Linked DNA regions of Gossypium arboreum: region 1 is linked to region 2. Evidence: chromatin contacts called from public Hi-C data. All regions are on one chromosome and are shown on one strand. Each heading gives the region's core, a stretch centred on a gene start, on an enhancer-like site or on the middle of the called end of the contact. The rest is flanking DNA. Distances are from core to core; before and after follow the strand shown.

What was found. Hi-C and Micro-C count contacts between places; a contact is called where the count stands out from the background.
Region 1: a contact with region 2 is called in a Hi-C map of leaf, with 5 times the contacts expected there. The contact joins the enhancer-like site here to the promoter of LOC108465666 in region 2. A contact is called at or near these places in 2 of 5 Hi-C or Micro-C datasets (both in leaf).

The regions. Positions count from the first base shown.
Region 1 is chr3:58,314,967-58,317,975 of ASM2569848v2, forward strand. It overlaps LOC108479448 (DNA repair protein RAD16), which reads right to left. Exons shown (of 16, transcript XM_017782052.2): 12 at 2,425-2,529; 13 at 2,180-2,332; 14 at 1,849-1,937; 15 at 1,675-1,755; 16 at 1,398-1,600. The coding sequence ends at 1,531. It also overlaps the pseudogene LOC128290339. Among protein-coding and RNA genes, the nearest start is that of LOC108479448, 8.1 kb to the right of the region's middle. Within about 2 kb of position 1,660, at least 2 of the 2 cell types and tissues checked have an H3K27ac peak or open chromatin away from gene starts, as enhancers often do. A contact at or near this core is called in leaf, where this site is marked.
Region 2 is chr3:58,207,086-58,210,149 of ASM2569848v2, forward strand. LOC108465666 (sialyltransferase-like protein 1) reads right to left here and starts at 1,674. Exons shown (of 11, transcript XM_017766042.2): 1 at 1,263-1,674; 2 at 1,054-1,166; 3 at 132-218; 4 at 1-25. The coding sequence starts at 1,377.

The DNA of each region.
Region 1 (3,009 bases), core at 410-2,909, 110 kb after region 2:
GATGAAGTTTAAAAGTGAAAGATGGAACGATAGCAATGAAGGATAGAAAGATAAAAGTTCAATTTAACTCATTAAGATATAAATCTAATAAATTCATTTAATAGCTCTAATTAATCCTTTAAAAATAATTCTGTTAAAAGATAAAAATGAATTCTCACGACTCTTTGAAAAAAATCAAGAAGAAAATTATTTCTAAAAATTACGAAAGAAATCTTACTCAAAAAATAAACTCTCCCAAAGTTGAAAACTTTTATTAATAAACACAATTGTGTCTTTAATGAATAATGAAGAAGTCTTTATATAGGCTAATTAAATACGTCTAAATAAAACTCTAATTAATCTAAACAATAAATAATTTTAAACAAAACTTTATTGTTAATATAAAACTCCTAAATAACTTTAAATACTTAATAATTATAAAATATTCAAAATAAAAATAATAATAAAATAATAAGCCTAAAACTCGAATCCAATATAAAACACCTAAGCTTGTGGGATTGATTAAGGTCCTTGAAGTGAAATGTCTAAATTTGTTAACATTCTCCATATAAGCTTATTATCATAGATTGAGAATTTAGACCCATGAACAAAATTAATCTCTTCTAATTAATCATTATTCCAAAATCCACGGTCTTAAAGCTTTAACTCTTTTTTTCAAATTTTTTTAATAATAAAATCTTAAAAGAATAAGTTAAAGTTTAACTTTAATTACTTAAATTTGGATCTCATTATTAAATCTTGAGAGAAACTAAACACATCTCTATTATGAGCTTTAAATTGGACCGAAATTTCGTAAAAGGTCGTTTCATCTTTCAAAGTTTTAGGCTGTGGTTTTGTTTGTTTTCAAGTTGTCTAGTTTTGGTTTTTTGTTGTTTTTTTCTTCTTCCCAGAACAACCATTATGGCACCGTTCCTGATAGCCAGTCGTTGCAACGGTTAGTGGATGTAACAGCTCTTCTATTTTTTTTTAATTAATAATCACCAGCAGGTTTATTTCAAAAATTTATATATATTTTAACACTTAGAATTAATTAAAATCTAAATCTAAAGTTGAATTATCCAAACATTTAATTTAGATTAATTAAAATCTTCAAATTTTAATATTTTAATTCCCAACTAAAATTTTGAAATCCAAATTCTACTTTCTTATCCTGGTAATTTTTAAATTTTATTAAAATTTGTATAGGTTTTTTATAAACTTCTACAACTTTTTTAAATTGTTAATATTTTTATAGCTTTTAGAAACTTTTAATTTATATATATTTGATTTTTTAGATTTATTAAAATTTTATATACTTAAAAAATTCAAAAGTTGGTATGAAATGCCACATCATCTACAAAAAAAAGACTAAACTATTTGAACAAAAATTCAAAAAGCCAGTCGATAAATTCAATGAGTTTTGAGAGAGATAATGGCATTAACTATATAAGTTCCAAACATAACATGTCCCAAGTCAAAAACAGAAAAGAGAGAAGTATTTTACATTTCACTAGAACTTGGCTTCAACAACCCAACCCAACCCAGCTCAGCTCACACAAATAGAAATCTCATGTCTGCCTCCGTCAATTTTCCTAGAGCCTCTGTGGAGCCACCCACCGTCCTACACAACACCACAACACATTAAACATTCAAATTACTCCTTCAAATTTAACCAAAAACTAATTAAACTCTTACCCTTCAAACACTAATTCCTTCTTTTCTTGCAGCTTTAATATCCTCTCCTCTATTGTGTTCTCAATAACAAACCTCACAATCCTAACATCACACCAAAAAAGATGCAATTAGTCTCATTAACTCAAACCAGTCTCAACATTTTTGTTATAAATTAACTTACAATCACAACCCAACCTTATTGGTTTACATTGCCCTATTCGGTGTATCCTATCTTGTGCTTGGCGCTCCACAGCTGGGTTCCACCAAGGGTCCATCAAGAAAACCTAATCAGGTCCAAAGTCTACCATTTTAAGCCTTTAGGAAAAAGAAATGTACACAAAGGAATAGCCAATTTAACCTGAACACTACAGCATTCATTTTAGATAAGGAAACGTTTAATTGCAAAATTTAAAACAAAATGTAATCCCAATAAGAGAGAGTAATGCCATAAATCCTTTTTTTGCAAATGGATCCCAAAAGATATCAGAGATTAAACCAAACAAGAATTCAATAAGATATTGCTTACATGTGATGCAACTGTGAGATTAAGGGCAACACCTCCAGCTTTCAAACTCATGAGAAATATCTTGCAATCTGGATCCTCAGTAAAACTCTTAATTGCAGCATCTCTCGCAGCCAAGGACATGCTCCCTACTAGTTGAACACATTTTATGCTGGACTGCAAAAGAGGCCAATCTATTATGATAGCATCTTTTCTTATCTGCACAAAGAAACCATGACAGAATTTGTTTCGTTTCTCATTTTAGAGACCTTATGAAGGGAGTATTTTATGAGATCCAAGAAAGATGTGAATTGGCTGAAAACAATTCCCTTCGCAGAACCATCTCTTTCCACCATGAATCTGATTTCTTCCCTCTAAAATTATGAAAACTCTGTTAGCAGAGAGGATCAAGAGATAAACAGTGAACAATATGAATATGCCATGCAATAGAGGCAAATTTGCCACAGGTCATAATAATCATCACTCAACAGTGAAAGTAATAACACTAATACTGTCAATAACGTTCTGTCATTTATCTTTGTTATCATCCACTTATATTGACAAAGAAATGCAGCTGCTGCTAATTTCTATTATGAATAGCACTGCTGTGAATTTAAAAGGTGACACAAAATTACTGCAGCATTACACATGACAATATTGAAGTTCAAAATACCAAGTTTTACGACTTTGATAGAAACATAGTTTACAAATAAAGACACTGCTAGTCATTGGGGTTTACATAAGAATTTACTATATGAAGAACAAGCCAAATGGGAACTCCAAGCAGGCTATCAGAGGAAATTTCTAACCACATTAATAAGAAGTTTCTGCTAAACTGTCCAGTAAAGTCATGC
Region 2 (3,064 bases), core at 424-2,923:
CAAAAACCTTAAACTGCTCATTATACTGTAAACACCAGGAACAATCAGCAGACAAATGCATTTAAAAATAATTGAAGAGCAAAAATGGGGAGGGGGGATGCATTATTAAGAGGAAGGAAAGAAAACCAGACCCAAGTGCTGTTTGTGCCTTCAGGAAACTTAAGAGTCAATTTGCAAAGGTCGACAAGATGTGCAGTGAGTCCAAGTCCTCTATTCGCCTACATCCATTCATGTCAGTAAATGCAGACTTCCACAAATGAAATACAGTCATCATCAACTCACAAACTCATCCAATTCTCGGCAAAATCAGCATTTAGATTGAACTAAACTAATCCAAGTTTTCTTATTATTGTTTAATGCAACATGGAATGGAAACAAGAACATCATCTGAGTTTTTTTGTGTTTTTTTTTATCTTAAGACTTGATTTAAGCAAACACGTGTTTAGGAAAAGTGACTTCCATCCAATCACCTAAGTGGAGGGAATGCCAGCAAAATAGATTGTTTCTAACCAGAAGGGAGGGAGTTGTTGCATAGACTGTAAGGTGATACAGGAGGCAAGTACAGCTACACAACATCAGCTTCCAATATGTTCATTTTCTAAAGATGTATAAAAAAGCTAGACCTATTCTAGATCCTAGGATTAAATGGTGGAGGTTGAACAGGGGCACGCAAGCACTTTTAAGTAATAGAGTAACCTGAGAGGCAAATTGAGAAGACGATTTCATACCCAGTATGATATGGAAAAAAATGGTTTATTGTGCTAAAGAGGTGACTGAGTAACTTGGTGAATCAAAGGATATAATGCCGCCATATAAGGATGCATCATGATGGAACGAAGAAGTACAACTATTAAGAACAAACGAATTTTCTATAGAAACTTAGGAAATACCGTGGATACAGATTGCTTTGAGAAATATAAGCCAGCAAAGAAAGAGGTCAAAAGCGTTGTAAGGGAGGTTGAATATTTTGTCATGTATATTTTATTTTATGGCAAACAGAAACTATAACAAAATAAAATAAAAAACTTTAAACTAATATAGAAAAGAACTGACCACGCATTGTTGAACACTGGTTTGAAAGTCGGCTAAACTCCTGAGTTCCTGAGGGCTGAGATCTGATACCTGCACTTTTTCTTTACCGAGATCTATTTTTCTGTTAATACGACCTGAAAACCAAGAATAAAATTAAGCATATTCAGAAATAAGCAATAAAAGGAAACTTCAATAGTTCAGAAATAGAGCTTCAGAAAGAACTAAAGAACCTGAGAAGAAAGAAGATTGGATTCCGAAAAGAAGAAGAGAAAAGAATGCAGCAGCGCAAACCAGAGGGAGAAGCGTGGATTTCTTGTGAGACTGAAACTGAGACCGAGATCTCATTGTTTCTCCACTTACAATCGGGGTTTATGATGTGAATTAGGAGCCCCTACACCTGCTTCTGCACTGTTATTAGAGTAGCAGATTGGATTTATATATCACTGAAAGTAATCAATTGATGCCAATTTTGATTTCTGGGTGGATTAGTTTCGACATCTTGTTAAAAGGATGACGCCAAAGAAGCAGAAATGTTTGGAACTGAGAGCCACAATTCTATTCTGGGATGATAAATCAAGACCAAATCAGAATAATGGACTATGAGCTTTCCTGTTGTATGCTAAGACTGATACTGGGAGTTCCACATTTTTCTGGACTCTAAATCCAGCCCAAGTTTATATAGAGAAGCAAAGCCGAAGCCCTAAACAATTAGCCTCTGTTTCTTTTTCTTTTCTTTTTCTTTTTAATTAGAAAACATTGTTAAAAATAAAGATATGTAAAAACAATAATTTGTTTTCATTATTTTTACTAAAAATGTTTTATAAAACTGAAAATGATAAAAAATTATTTTTAACTTTAAATGAATTCACATTCAAACTCATATAAACACAAAAATATTCTTTTTTCAACAAATTTTTAAATATTAAATCCTACCCTCATTGAAATTTATTTTATTTTATTTCTTATATTTCTGTTATAACAAATGTTTTCATGTTTCTATTATTGAAAATAAATATTTATTTCACAAACTAAGTACAACCTTAGTTAATCAATTTTTTCAATATTTCAAAGTTTTTCTTATCTTAACTAGTGATTAAGGATTCGAACTTCACTCTAAATATGAAGCAATTTAAAATTCGTAGTCAATATTTATCTCTTAATTAGCTTACAAAACACGAAGAATAGCTGGATACATACCGTGAAAAATCAGAGGAAATATAACAGTTTTGAAATCTATATAACTACACCCTATTCCTCCTATTGACACGTGGGCACCACCATGTTTTTTTTTTCATTTTACAAAAATGGTTTAATTTCAGATTTAGACATTTTATTATACTTAAAATTGAAATTTAATCATTATACTTTAATTTTAACATAATTCAATCCTATATTTTCATGATTATTAGTTAGTCTAAATAGTTAATATAATTAAATTTTCTATTAAAATTTATTTTTGGTTATATATAAATTGAAAACTTTAAGGGTATTAAAGACATCATATTTTGGGTTTGCCTTACTTTTTTTTTATATATATTACAAGATAATGGTTAAATTTCAATTTTGGCTTCTATACTAAGCTAAAACTTGGTTTAAATCCATATACTTTAATTTTGACACAATTTGGCCATTCTACTTTTATAATGTCATTAATTAGTCTAAATAATTACTATTGTTAACTATATCAAATATTATTTCAACAAAAAAATATTCTTATCATGACTAATTCAAATGTGTGTTTTAAGAAGAAGAAAATCACATAAGCATTCTCAACACATTTTTTAGTACATCACTACTAAATAATTTTTTTTAATTTTAAAATGTCACATCATTAAATTTAACTGAACATTTTTAACAATGATAACAATTAAATCTGAATTTTTAAAGTTGAAACATAGAGGAACTAAAATCTTAAAAAATAAAATAAGGAGACTAAATTACAAATGTATGAAATGTATAGGGACTTAAATCATATTTTAACCTTCAATTTTTACTCCATAATTTGATACAAACAGATAATTAATTCAATTCA